2 separate regions of the Mus musculus genome follow, and region 2 is linked to region 1. The links are chromatin contacts, called in public promoter capture Hi-C maps. All regions are on one chromosome and are shown on one strand. The core of a region is the stretch at or near the end of the contact, and the rest is flanking DNA. Distances in the headings are between cores, read along the strand shown. Region 1 overlaps Tmtc1 (transmembrane and tetratricopeptide repeat containing 1). Region 2 holds the start of Bicd1 (BICD cargo adaptor 1).

What was found. Promoter capture Hi-C pulls out the DNA fragments that hold promoters and counts their contacts.
Region 2: a promoter capture Hi-C map of pre-B cells shows a contact between it and region 1, with 2.8 times the contacts expected there. The contact joins the promoter of Bicd1 here to the enhancer-like site in region 1. A contact is called at or near these places in 5 of 39 promoter capture datasets (the 3T3-L1 cell line, embryonic stem cells, liver and 1 more).

The regions. Positions count from the first base shown.
Region 1 is chr6:148,257,702-148,264,661 of GRCm38.p6, forward strand. Tmtc1 (transmembrane and tetratricopeptide repeat containing 1) reads right to left here. Exons shown (of 20, transcript NM_198967.5): 13 at 5,082-5,190. The region is part of intron 1 of Gm52483 (a long non-coding RNA gene); the gene reads left to right. Among named protein-coding and RNA genes, the nearest start is that of Gm52483, 15 kb to the left of the region's middle. Within about 2 kb of position 2,755, at least 25 of the 459 cell types and tissues checked have an H3K27ac peak or open chromatin away from gene starts, as enhancers often do. A contact at or near this core is called in pre-B cells, where this site is marked.
Region 2 is chr6:149,405,033-149,411,992 of GRCm38.p6, forward strand. Bicd1 (BICD cargo adaptor 1) reads left to right here and starts at 3,952. Exons shown (of 9, transcript NM_009753.4): 1 at 3,952-4,609. The coding sequence starts at 4,397. It also overlaps the pseudogene Gm15783.

The DNA of each region.
Region 1 (6,960 bases), core at 1,505-4,004:
TTTTTATGTGGAGTCTGTGGATCTGAATTCCAGTCTTTAAGTTTTCTCAGCAAGCACCTTCCCTACTCAGCTATCTTCCTGGCCCACATGGTTTAGATTTCATTTCAGGATAGTAACCCAAGAAATGAAAATACACGACATATATAAACATGATACAATTTGTATGCTGATGTCATGGCTTGAGGGTGAAATGTCTCTTTCAGGCCATTTGGTTCCCAGCTGTGTTGCTGGTTTGCAAACAGAATCTCTAGGATGTGGGTTCTAGGTAGAGGAAGTGGGTCACTGGAAGCAAATCTTGAGATTTATAGCTGGGCCTCCTTCCTGTCTGCTTTCTGGACCAGTGAGATGTGAATAGACAGTGGTCAAATATTCCCACCACAGAACCACCTGCCATCATGACTTTTCCTCCATGACAAACTGTACCAACAAATGGTGAGCAGATAACCCCCTCCTCCCTGAGCTGCGTTTGTGGGGTTCATGTTCACAGCAACAGGCAAAATGCTAAACACAGAGATCTCTGGAAATATAATTCAACGCAGAATGGAAAAGTGAACAAGGTTTGGACAGGAATTGGAAACTGAATTGTTTTATAAGGAAGAAGGGATTTAGAAAGAAAGAAAAGATGATCCTGAAAAAGGTGAAGTGTATAAAGAGGTATCAGTTCATCAAGAGATCCCAAGACAACACTTGGGTATCACTTGTAGATATAACTGAACATTGCTTGAAGTTGTGGTGTTTTTTCTTTAAGAGCAGTAATTCAGTGTCTACTGCCTGCTTAGGGAGCTGGAAGAAAAGATCTGAGCTGGAAACTATTTGTACAATCAACACACACACCTCATTGTTGATAATGAAATCAAGGCAGGAACATGAACTGAATATGAATTAAGAAAAAGGCAAATGTAGAGGTAAGAACAGCACAAGAGAGAAGCAGACAGTGCAGTCCAGATGGCCACCAGTTGAGGTGAGATGAAAAGGGGAGACAGAATTGACCTTCCTAGAAAATACAAGATCTTCATGTACCAGATTAAGAAGAAAATAAAAACTAAATGTAATTTAGGAGAAACATGCAGTCTTTCCAAGACTGAAGCACAGATCTCCCACTCTCAAGATCTGCCACGTCATAAAAACTCAATGAATGGAGTAAGAGATGATTGCTATGACCTCACAGCTGCTTCTCACACTAGACCCCAGGGTAGGGCAGGGCAGGGCAGGGCAGGGCAGGGCAGGGCATCACAATAAGGCACAACTCAATGAGAGGACTGAAGTGGGGACTGCACACTCTCCAAGTTTATTTACTCACACATCTGGAATCTACTAACTGCATACAGCCTGGCAGGTGTGAGACTACTACAATAATTACAATAAATGCCCTTACAGAGTCAAACATTCTGGAGGTGGATGAAAGAGCATTAGCCCACCGAGCTATGTTAGATAACATAAAGCTGTAGGAAATAAATACACAGGAGGACAAAGTGATGGGAGACATGACAGAAAGTAGACAAAGGGTCAACACGGTACTGTGTAGGCGGCGACTGCACGGCAGGAGGGAAGACGGATCTGGGTAGAGATGTGTGGTGGTTGAAGAAAATGCCTGCACAATGAGGTGCCTGACATACCTAGGTCAGAGGCAGAGGCAGGGTGTGTCTCTCTGAGAGATGAAGGGGTCAGGGTGAAGAGAAAACGTGATCCCGGGGGATGCAGGCTGTCTTTTCCCTGTGAGCCAAAAGTTGTCAAGGACTGAAAGCATACATCATGGAGGATCACCTTAATTAATTAAACACTGTAAAAAGTCAACATTCAAGGAAGTCATCTATTCCAGATAGGCTTTCTGACTACAGCCTATCTACACTGTTTAGAGAACACCGTGCCTCTCTATCTGCAGGTGCAACAAACCTCAGATCAAAAATAGTCAAGAAAGAGGCTGAGAACACGGTTCAGGGGTAAGCCTTATAAGCTTATATGTACGTCTTGTGTGCCTGAATCTGAATCTCTAGTTTCACACATGGACATGTGTGTCTAACCTCAGTGATCTGGGCAAAGACAGGCAGACCCCAGAAACTCACCAGCTAGCCAGTGTATCCAAGAGAGTAAACTTTGGTCCAGTGAGGGACGCTGACTCAAAAGAATAAGGCAGAAGGCAAAAGAGAAAGGTATTAGATATCTTTTTTTTTCTGGTACACATACACACACAAATAACACTCAGAAAATACTATGCCTATACTGAAGTTTCTTTTGTTTAGTCCCTAATTAATAAAGTATAGCAGCTATTTCTATAGCTAGTGTACACTGCACTAAGTTTAAGTAATTTAATGATGTGCGTAGGAGCTGTTTATCTATGATGTCATTTTATATCTGGGACCCACAAATCCACAGATGTTTATGTCTGAGGAACGGTCTAGAAATGGCTGTATTAAAACACAGTTTGTAACTTCTGTCAGTTGAATATTTATAGACTATTCTAATTTTGCTACTGGTTGGAACTTATAAAATGTTTAAAATGCAAATTGTAGCCTCAGTAACCAATGTGTGGGCCAAACCATTCCTTATGTTTAGCTAGCAGCTGCTCCAAGGCATCTCTCAGTTTGACTTTTAAAAGAGGACTGGCAATTGATTGACAGCAGAACCTACAGCTATCAGGGTCACTTTCATGTGTCAACAAAAGCAGAGCATCCGTTTATATAAGATAACTCATGTGCATTCCCCAGGGCAAGGGGCAGACAAACACAGCACACCCTGAAAATTGGTTTCAAGTCATTCAGACAAGTGAAAAGGAGACAGGGATTCAGAGCACAACTGCTCATGCCAGAGATGGTCTCCTGGGGGCCTGCCTTGCCATCTGTTCTTCCCTAGCAGGTTTTAAGATACAAAATCATCATAGCACAAGTAAACAGTAATAAAAACATGGAATGTGAGACCACACAGGAGTTCATTCTGGAAGGAATGCCAAAGCTCTGGCTAGAAAACCCCTGAACAAAAGGGAGCACTCGCTCCCCCACCCCCACTGCCTCTCAGAAGCAAGCAACATAGGAAGAGCAGAGCAGACTGGAGCTCACAAAGGGTTGAAGGTTAGCATATTTCTCTGTAATTTTTTAATTAAAAAGTTTTTAGAAACAATAGCAAATGTCATATATTATTCTTGACATACTTTGTCTCCAAATGACAGCAGACACATCACGGACAATAGTATCCTTCTGCCTTTGACGCCCCTCTCCTTGTACAGTGAGAAAATTGGGCTTCTAGTGTTGATCAAGAACAAACTGAGATTATACCTAGAGTTTGACAGGAGCTGCCAATTATTAGTTATGACAATTCTATAAAAACCTGTGATTAGAATTGTGTTTGCAGCCTTTGTCGTGCTGCCGCTCCCTAACGCCAGCCGCCTCTAGCTTGCCAAGCTCCAGAAGAAGGGGGTGGGGGTAAGTAAGGAGGTGTCCATAACAAGGTTCATACAAAGCAGACTGCCCACAAATCCACCCATGGTAAAGCACCCAGGAAACAACTGGCTACAAAAGCTGCTCACAAGAGTGCACCCTCTACTGGAGGGGTGAAGAAACCTCATAGTTACAGGCCTGGTTCTGTGGCACTCTGAAATCAGACTCTATCAGAAGTCCACTGAACTTCTGACTCACAAGCTCCCCTTTCAGCTTCTGGTGCAAGAAATTGCTCAGGACTTCAAAACAGATCTGTGCTTCCAGAGTGCAGCTATTGGTGCTTTGCAGGAGGCAAGTGATGCCTATCTGGTTGGTCTTTTTGAAGATACCAGCCTGTGGGTGGGCTATCCATGCCAAACGTGTAACAATTATGCCAAAAGATATCCAGCTAGCATACCGCATACACGAAGAACATGCTTAAGAGTCCACTATGAGGTGAAACATTTCATTCTCAAAAAATTTTTTTAATATCTCTTAATATCAATGGACTCAATTCCCCAATAAAAAGATATAGACTAACAGACTGGTCATGAAAACAGGACCCAACATTTTGCTGCATACAGGAAACCCACCTCAGTGACAAAGACAGACACTACCTCAGAGTAAAAGGCTGGAAAACAATTTTCCAAGCAAATGGTCCCAAGAAAAAAGCTGGAGTAGCCACTCTGATATCGAACAAAATCGACTTTCTACCTAAAGTTATCAAAAAAGATAAGGAGGGACATTTCATACGTATCAAAGGTAAAATTTACCAAGAGGAACTCTCAGTTCTGAACATCTATGTGCCAAATGCAAGGACATCCACATTCATTAAAGAAACTTTAGTAAAGCTCAAAGCACACATTGCACTGCACACAATAATAGTGGGAGACTTCAACACCCCACTCTCATCAATGGACAGATCCTGGAAACAGAAACTAAACAGAGACACAGTGAAACTAGCAGAAGTTATGGAACAAATTAATTTAACTGATACTATAGAACATTTTATCCTAAAACAAAAGGATATACCTTTTTCTCAGCACCTCATAGTACGTTCTACAAAATTGACCATATAATTGGTCACAAAACAGGCCTCATCAGATACAAAAATATTGAAATAATCCCATGCATCCTATCAGATCACCATGGACTAAGGATGATCTTCAATAACAACATAAATAATAGAAAACCCACATACACGTGGAAGCTGAACAACACTCTACTCAATGATAACTCGGTCAGGAAGAAATAAAGAAATTAAAGACTTTTTAGAGTTTAATGACAATGAAGCCACAACATATCCAAACTTATGGGACACAATGAAAGTCCTAAGAGGAAAACACATAGCTCTGAGTGCCTCCAAAAAGAATCTGGAGAGAGCATACACTAGCAGCTTTACAGCACATCTAAAAGCTCTAGAAAAGGAAGCAAATGCACCCAAGAGGAGTAGACAGCAGGAAATAATCAAAACTCAGTGCTGAAATCAGCCAAGTGGAAACGAAAAGAACTATAAAGAATCAACCAAACCAGGAGCTGGTTCTTTGAGAAAATCAACAAGATAGATAAACCCTTAGCCAGACTAACTAGATGATACTGTGATGATACTGGCAGATGCACTTGAAAGTAACATTTAAAAAAACACTTCTGAAATTAAATGGAAACAATTACCTGCTCCGCCAGTAGGGAAGCCAAGCTTGAATAGGCATCAGCAAAATCTGGACCATATTTAATGGATTCCTTCAGCAGCATGATGGCTTCTTCTGTCTTCTCCTGGGACCTGCAGATGACAGAGGGAGGCCACCTTTCATGAGCACTTGCTGCAATCCTCTGCTTAGACTTCAACATTTCATAGCTTTTAGCAAAGATTAGGTAGTTCGTCCTGGATTTTACTGTGTTTGATGTAGATGTTTACTGTGTTTACATGTAGATGTTATGCCAGTTGTGTCTGGATTCTCACTGGAAAGCAGTGAGGAGATACTGGAGATTCATCACTGACTCTGGCTGCTGTGGTTTGAATGTGGTGAGCCCTGCAGGCTCCTGTCCCTGAGCAACATTTGCTCCCCAGCTGGTGCAGGTGCTGTTATGGAAAATTGTGGACTGTTAGGTCTTGGGGCCTAACTGCATGATGGGAAGGGTGTAGATGTAGATTACTGGGGAGAGGCCTCAAGGTTGTACAGACTGTCCATTTTTTTTTTTTTTTTTTTTTTGCTTGACTGTGGACACAATACCATCTTTTATAACTGGGAACCCAAGAAAATGTTTTCTCTCTTAAATTTCTTGTCAAGTATTTGGTCTTAGTAGCAAGAAAAGTAGCTAACACACCTGCTATGCACTGTTGGGAAGTTTTACTGAAGAGTCTGTAAGCCTGTTAACAAGAAACACTGAACCTCAGGCCAGCACTCTGGGGACATCACCTGGGCAGCATGGAAGTGGGTACAGTGATGTGAAGATGGCCCGTCCTCATTTCTAATAGCACCACAGGTCCAAATCCATTTTACAAAAACAATTTTATGTTTATAAATGTGTATCTCTGTATGTAAAGTTCATGTGCAGCTCCAGACGAGGGCACGGGATGCCCTGGATCTGGAGTTATGAGTGTTATGATCCAATGACATAGGTCTCATAGGGAACTCAGGTCCTCTGAAAGAACAACTAATAATCTTAAAACTACTGAGCTTCACAGTCTGATTTCTTAGTGATGGCTGCTGGTCTAGGACAAACCCGGCTAAAATGTCCAGCTACGATTTATATCCACAAAAGAAAGCATCACACACAATTTATGAAACTGGAAAACACTGTGACCAGTGGCTGGAAGGGGAAGTGAATGTGTTGTTATGCTCTCACTACAAACTGGCTCTGCCTCTGTCAGTCGATCTGCTCCAGGACCTGAAGCCTGTGAGTCCTCTCCTCAGGTGAAAAGGCCTCTCCTGTTGGTGCTACAGGGAGACAGTGGATCTCACTACCTCATTCTTAGGCATTAATCCTTCTGCTTACTGAAATAACTTCCACAAATACTGATTTTCAGTGCCAGCTATTGTAAATGTGGAAAATAAAGTGTATTATGAAGAACAGAAACCCTGGAACCACAGACAGCCCATGGCCTCAAGGATCTAGGCCTAAGCCTTGAGGGAACCTTTTCCCACTAGGGACTAAACCAGAGTCTGGTGCAAGTGTTTTTACTATTCCACTCAGTAAAGACTGTGTACTGGGTGTTCTCATAAATTCTCATGGCATTATGAGTTCAGTCCTTACTGCAGCCCCATGTGACAGATATTGTGAAGAGAAACGTTCACATGCAGCAGAGTCAAGTGGCTCGAGCACACACTAAGGTCCTCTTGCAAATGTTCCTCCAGTGTAACACAACTGCTTTATTTTCCTTAGGACAGGCCCAACTCTGTGTGCTAGGTCAGCCTTGAAATCCCCTGAGGAAAAACTCCCACATAAGAACAGTTTAAAATATGACACTAGAATCCTAATACTCTGAGTGTGTGTTCTATGTGGTCTTTGTGTTGGATCCCTTTTTTAAAATCCCATAGACCAGTCCAAA
Region 2 (6,960 bases), core at 2,702-5,201, 1.1 Mb after region 1:
ATAATCTGTATATGCTGTGATTTGTAGTACATGTATTACTTTAGCTGATAGAGTATAGTTTTGATCATCAAAGTGGTCCTTAAGATGATATTTATGAAAACTTAAAAACATTTTTCTCAGATCAAGAGAATCAAGGCTGACCATTGGACAGATTCAAAGAGAACAATAGATAGTAGCCTGATTTGTTTTTAAAGAAAGAATAATGTTATGTTATATTGTGTACTGAAGTGGTCTATAAATTCTTTTGTTGTTGTTATTTTTTTCATTAAAAATATGATAGTTTTATTATAGAAGAAAAATTAATGAGATAGGAGATTGTTTTTTGAGTAAATACATGCAGATGAGAACTTTGAATTGTTGGTTGTAGTAGTACATGTCCATAATTACTGCTTCAGTGTGGGCTGTATAGTGAGTGAGTTCCAGGCCAACTTGAGCAAGATGCCACTTCAAAAAACAAAACAAAATAACCAACCAAACAAACAAAAACAGAAAAAGTAGGGGCTAGAAAGATTGCTCAGTAGTTAAGAACATTTGTTGTTTTTGTAGAGGACCTGGGTTTGGTTTCTAGTACCTATGTAGCTCACAATCATCCCAAACTCCAGTTCTAGGGTACTCAGCACTCTCTTATGACATCTGCTGTCATTGGGTATACATGCAGTGTACATGCATACATGCAGGCAGAGCACTCATACACATGAAAAATGTTTAAAAACAAACCAAATTTACATATGGAGATATAGAAATCCAATTGTGACACGAAAGTGCCTTTTTGTTTGTTTTGTTTTTGTTTTTAAATGAAAACTGCTGAGAAAGACCTGGCACAGAAACAGAACCTGATAGAAGAATTTTGGAAATGTGTGGGAACATACAAGAACTTCTTGGTAGGCATTGGTGGCACACACCTGAAATTCTAGCACTCAGGAGGAAGAGGCAGGTGGATCTCTGAGTTTGAGGTCAGCTTGGTCTACACAGAAAGTTCAAGGATAGCTAGGAATACACAGAGAAAACTTGTCTTAAAAAACAAACAAACAAACAAAAAAACAGAAAAACAAAACAAAAAGGAGAAAAAAAAAGAACTTTTTTTTTTTGTTTTGTCTTGTTTTGTTTTTGTTTTTTAAATCTGCTTTGTGGCCAGAACAGCAGTCTTAAGGGCATCCAAAATGTGTGGAAACACAGCTAGATGCTCTTTGACAAAATCACAGTGATGATTATGAGATTATGTTGAAATTCTTTTGACAAGTGCCACCCAGTCAGGAAGAATTTGAGGAGTAGAATAGATGAAGGAGTGGTTCAAAAAGCACATGGAAAGAGACTTTGCCTGAGACAGGAACAAAGCACTATTTACTGTGAGCCTGGATCTGAGTCGCTGGAACAGTTTTCCCTTCCATGATACCATAGCTGAGCATGTCCATTGCTCTCAAGGGGGATATGGTGAGCCTGCTATCCAACTAAAAAGTATGCAAGTAGGGTGATGCGGACTGCAAAATAGGCCCAAATCCTCCTAATGCCTTTTGGTTAGGAGGTGACTTATTCAAAGTGACCATCAAATACATATAGGATGTACAGTCAGGAGGATTCTGGCAGATGAATTGTGACCTACCACAGAGTGCACCCGAGTCTAAAGAAGAGTCAAAAGAGGATGGTGATAACTGACTTGGAGACTCAGGACTGAGGTCTACCCATTTTCGGTCTCTTCCCTGAACCATACAGGACTGCTTCCACCCCTCTCTAGGGAACAGTTATGTACTTTGTTGCATATGAAGACAAGACAGGGTGATGGGAAATGACTGATTCTATAAAGAATATTTTTTTCATAGAATGTGTTCCTGCAGACAGAAAGAGAAGAAAAACAATTTTTGATGAGATTTACAGACAAAATAAACAAGATAGAGAATTGCAATTTCTTATGTATAACTTTATCATACTGTACCCCATAAACATGTACAATTATTATATGTCGATAAAAAAGAAAAATAAAACAAAAAGTTACATTGAGTCCTTGGAGAATATAGTACCTTTCTAGTAGGGAAGTGCCAAGGATGTGTCTATGGCTAAGAAATAACCCAGCAGGGGCTGGCGGGATGGCTCAGTGGTTAAAGAGCGCCGACTGCTCTTCTGAAGGTCCTGAGTTCAAATCCCAGCAACCACATGGTGGCTCACAACCATCCGTAATGAAATCTGATGGCCTCTTCTGGAGTATCTGAGGATAGCTACAGTGTACTTACATATAAATAAAAAAAAAAAAAAAAAAAGAAAAGAAATAACCCAGCAATCACAGAGAAACTGTTAGCCACTGATTTTGGAGATGCAATCCTTTTTCAACACCTATAAGTGGGAGATAGTGGTTTCTATATCAGGGTTGTCATGATGTATCTAACATGCTTTGAAGAATGCATGACTCACTATCTCAAGAACTTTGCTCTTATTTAAAGGGTGCATTTTTTTTTTTTTTGCTTAGTAGAATATCATAAATACCTTCTAAGAGAAATTGCAGACTCATTTCCTTTACTGAAGAATCCATGTAGTAAGGCCTATATAGAACTATCTGGAAGAAATACAGTGCCCGATATTTCAACCTTCCTAATGCTGTGACCCTTTAATTCAGTACCTCACATTGTGGTGACCCCCAACCATTAAATTATTTTTGTTGCTACTTGATAACTGCATTTTTTCTACTGTTATGACTTGTAATGTAAATGTCTGATATGAGACCTTTGTGAAAGGATTGTTCAAGCCCTGAAGGGGTTTCTACCCACAGGTTGAGAACCACTGGCCTAGAGACTTACTGAGCACCTGCAGATGTTATACAACAATTTCCTCCCAGATAGAACAGTTCATCTTAACAGAATTTCAATATACAGGATGTTCTAAAGAGAAGTAAAACATTCCATCCTTCTAGGAAGCTCTTAAACCCAGGAAGTAAACAACTCAAAGGCTTCCGTAAATTCATGAAACTAATGAGATTCACTCCTTCCCCAAGGATATATAATCAGGAAAGCAGGCCGAGAGTTGGGACAGACATGCTTAGCTACCTAGGAGAGACACAAATCACCAGAGCTATGTGAAACAGACAGTCTCCAACCTACTGAGCTGCTTTCAAGTTGTGTAGTATGGTTCAGGTTTTCCAGTGTCTATGATCTGTCACCCCTGGGGTGGGCTTTTGGTGATGTAGATATTTTTGAGTCATTTCTGTTTCTGTAAATAACCCCTCACTTATATTCCTTTAAATATTATTTCAATAAAACCCGTTGGTTCATCAAGTTGGACTGTGGTGGTAGCCTTACTGGGGTGAATAGATATTTGTTCACATCTCTCCAGTAATTACGTTATGCAGTAAGGTAGTATGATGAACTAAGTGCACAGAGGCTTAGGTTGGGGGACAGCAAAGTTCTCTGGTAGAGTGTTAGGTGGACTAGACCAAATTAGACAGAGTCTGAGAAAGGAGGAAGGACTCCCAAGGTACATCTATCAAGCTTTGGAAAAGCAGCATTCTTGAAAGCACTAGCTCTGTTTGTTTTCTGTGGGCTCACTGCACTCCAGTAGGCTTCGAATTCCCACCTCAGAAAACTTAGCCCGTTGGAGGCCTTCTTAGTGTTCTGATCTTTCAGACACCAATCACCCTTTCCAACACCCTTGCCCTTTCTTCAGCTGCCCTGGCTTCCTCAGTCTAGCATCTCTTCTCAGATGCAGTCCTCTTCCATCCCCCAGCCTCCTTAGCCTCCACTTCTCTTTAAGACACCCATTTTCCTCAGCCTTCATTCCGCCTCAGCGCGGTTCCCCCTCCTCAGCCCTCCGTAGTCTCCCATCATTCCTCAGCTAGTTCTGGGTCCCTCTGCCCTCATCCCTCTTCAGCAGTCGGCTGTGCTGCGCTGCGAGGCTCGGTGGGGTTTTGGATTTGCTCCTCCCCTTCCCTACCTCCCTGCATTCTGAGTGGCTGAGAGGAAGAGGACCAGTTGGAGTCCGCATCTGTGTGCACTGGCTGCCGCAGGGCCCAGCAAGCAGGTGGAGCTCAGCCTCCCACGGAGCATTGGGCGGTGGACCGCAGTGACGCGGCCTGAGACATGGCGGCCACGCGCCTCTGAGGCCGCAGAACCGGAGTCTCTTGCTGCGCGAGTTGCCCCTTGGCCATGCAGCTTGGCTGCTGACTGCCCCGGCGCGTGGCCCGGAGGATCCCGGCTGCGGTCATCACCTTGCAGTCTCCATGCTGCAGGGTATATTCCTCCCATATTCCATGTATTCCTCCTCAGTGCTTCCGGCCGTGTAGCCGCAGCTGCCGGCCGGGCCTCAGGGCGCTCTACCTATTATTCATCAGGCACTTTTCTTTTCCATTTTTATTTTCATTCCTATTTGCTTCTCCTTTTCCCTTCTGCTTTGCGTCTATCTCCGCCACCCCGCTATGGCCGCAGAGGAGGCGCTGAAGACGGTAGACCAATATAAGACTGAAATAGAGAGACTGACCAAGGAGCTCACAGAAACGACCCATGAGAAGATCCAGGCTGCAGAGTATGGGCTGGTGGTGCTGGAGGAGAAACTGACTCTCAAGCAACAGTATGACGAGCTGGAGGCCGAGTATGACGGCCTCAAACAAGAGCTGGAGCAGCTCAGAGAGGTGAGCAACCCGTCTCCTATTTCCCTCTCCAGGTTTGGCATTTCTCAGTGCCAGTCATCACTGTAAAGAAGTCAGAAGGGATATGGCCAGAAGGACTTCATCTTAGAGCCCTTTGTTGATAAGAGAATATTGAAAGAGTCCATTGTTTTCACCAATAGAAAAATTACCCAAGAAATGAATGCATAAGCTGGAATGGGAAGCTCTTTATTATGTGGGGGAGGGAGAGTCACAAGAAGTCTTCAGGCATCCGTGCTGGCAGGTAACATTGAATTGGGTTGAAATGCATAAATCAAACTTCTCAAACTGCTGTTATTTCAAACCCAGATATCAATGACCATAATCCATCCAATTGATGAGGTTTGTGCCTGAGGACCTACAATTTCAGGATGGTAGAATTTGGTACTTCAGTCGTCTGCTGAGTAATTGCTCCTTGGTGAAATAGGAACTAGTTATTAGGACTCACCAGTCCCGTTTGACGTTGGCTTTAGTCCTTGTCATGGGGCTGTAGGAGCAAAACAACTTTGCTGGGTGGTTTTGCTGCCCTTAATTTCACCTCTGTGCAAGGCTGGGCTATGCTTATGTCTTATAGAAGGCACCCTGAGACTGAGGAAAATCAAAATCATCTCCATATGGTGAGACATGAGAAAGAAATGTAAAATATATGGATATCTATGCCTTGCCTATCAAATATGGCCCTTCAGGTTGAAATTACTGTATTTATAAAATCAGAATATCACCAATGTTCTGTGAATAACATTTCCCCCCCTATTTTTATATTTCCTTCTTCTAAGGGTAATGTACTGAAATGTCCAACCAAATATTCATAAGGATTATACATACTATTTAAGACACTGGAAATAGCAAGCAGTCGTGTATAAATGTTAGTATACATAAACACAGATTTTCTGTGTGACAAGTCTTTATTTTTAGGTGCATACTAACATTTTAAATGTTAGGCATATCATACATAAATAGAAATACTTTTCTTATAATCTAAGCTTATTTTAGGGAAAGGGGAGGCCCAGTTTTGTATTGTCACAGTTAAAAAAACATGAGTATGACATTCTAATCAACTCACCTAACTTATAAATAATACATATTTAAACCTTTAATTATGCTATTTTATTTAGATGCTTAAATACCAAAATATGTAAATAGATATAGTTGAAAACAATAGATAGAGATATAATTTTTATATACCGGGCTATAAATTCTAGTTCATGCTTTTCTTGCTATATTCATATCTGGATTTAATGGTATCTGTACTTATATTTTCTAAATATGTCTTAGATTATGTCTTAGACTGACATGTTTTAGATGCTAAATCTTAGGAAGTAAGGAAATAGATGATTATTGTAATTCTCAGAGATGTTTCCATGATGTCTTTATTTATTGACTGTGCTTTGCCAAGGTGGAGAAATGCAAACCAATGTTATGTCATCACTTTCTTGATAAAAGAGGTGGACTTATTTGATGATATAAAATATGATTGTTAATAGACCTTTCTTCTTGAGCTAAACAACACTTTCAGGGATATTTATGTGTTGTTGTACTTAACACACTAAACCTTAATACAGTTGCCTTTTGTCTTTAGTAAACAATACTTAAAATAATGAGTTTGCCTTTTATTTATTTAAAGTTGATAGATAAAATTGTATGTATTTATTATGTGCAGAATTATGTTTTGCAGTGTACATATGTTATGCCTTTTTGGGCATTATATTGCTTCATATAATTATCTTTTTTGTGATAACTCAACATTCATTCTGTATTTTTAAAGAGTAAATATATTGGCATTATAATCATCATGGTGCACAGTGAATTTCTTAAACTTATTCTTCTTATCTAACTGTAATAATGACCTTTTCATCAATATCTCTTCTTTCAAGCAATCAACACTTCTAGTAACTATCACTTACATCTCTGATTCCTTATATGAATGAGATAATGAAATGTTTGTTTCCTGTGCCTGGCTTATTTTAAAATAATACAAAGTCTTAACACAGAGCTTAGCACATAATAAAAATAAAAATAAATATTTTATAAAATAAATTTATATTAGAAGAATTTACACCTTTATCAAGTGTTCAGAAGTCAATATTGCTTAGTGTTAGAGAAAGACTGAGAAAATTGAAGAGTGTAGAAAGTGACCACTGTTTTAGTCTCATTGTCAGTCAAGGGAAAAGGGGGAAATGTTTTATAAGAATGATGAAAGTTCTTAACAAAATAATACAAATGCCAATTATATTTTTTAAAATAAAAGATTTAAGAAATTTTGTTCTATATAGCAAGAAAAAATATAAGGAGTTTTTCTTTTTATCAAATGACACTTGCTATTACACATATTTTGA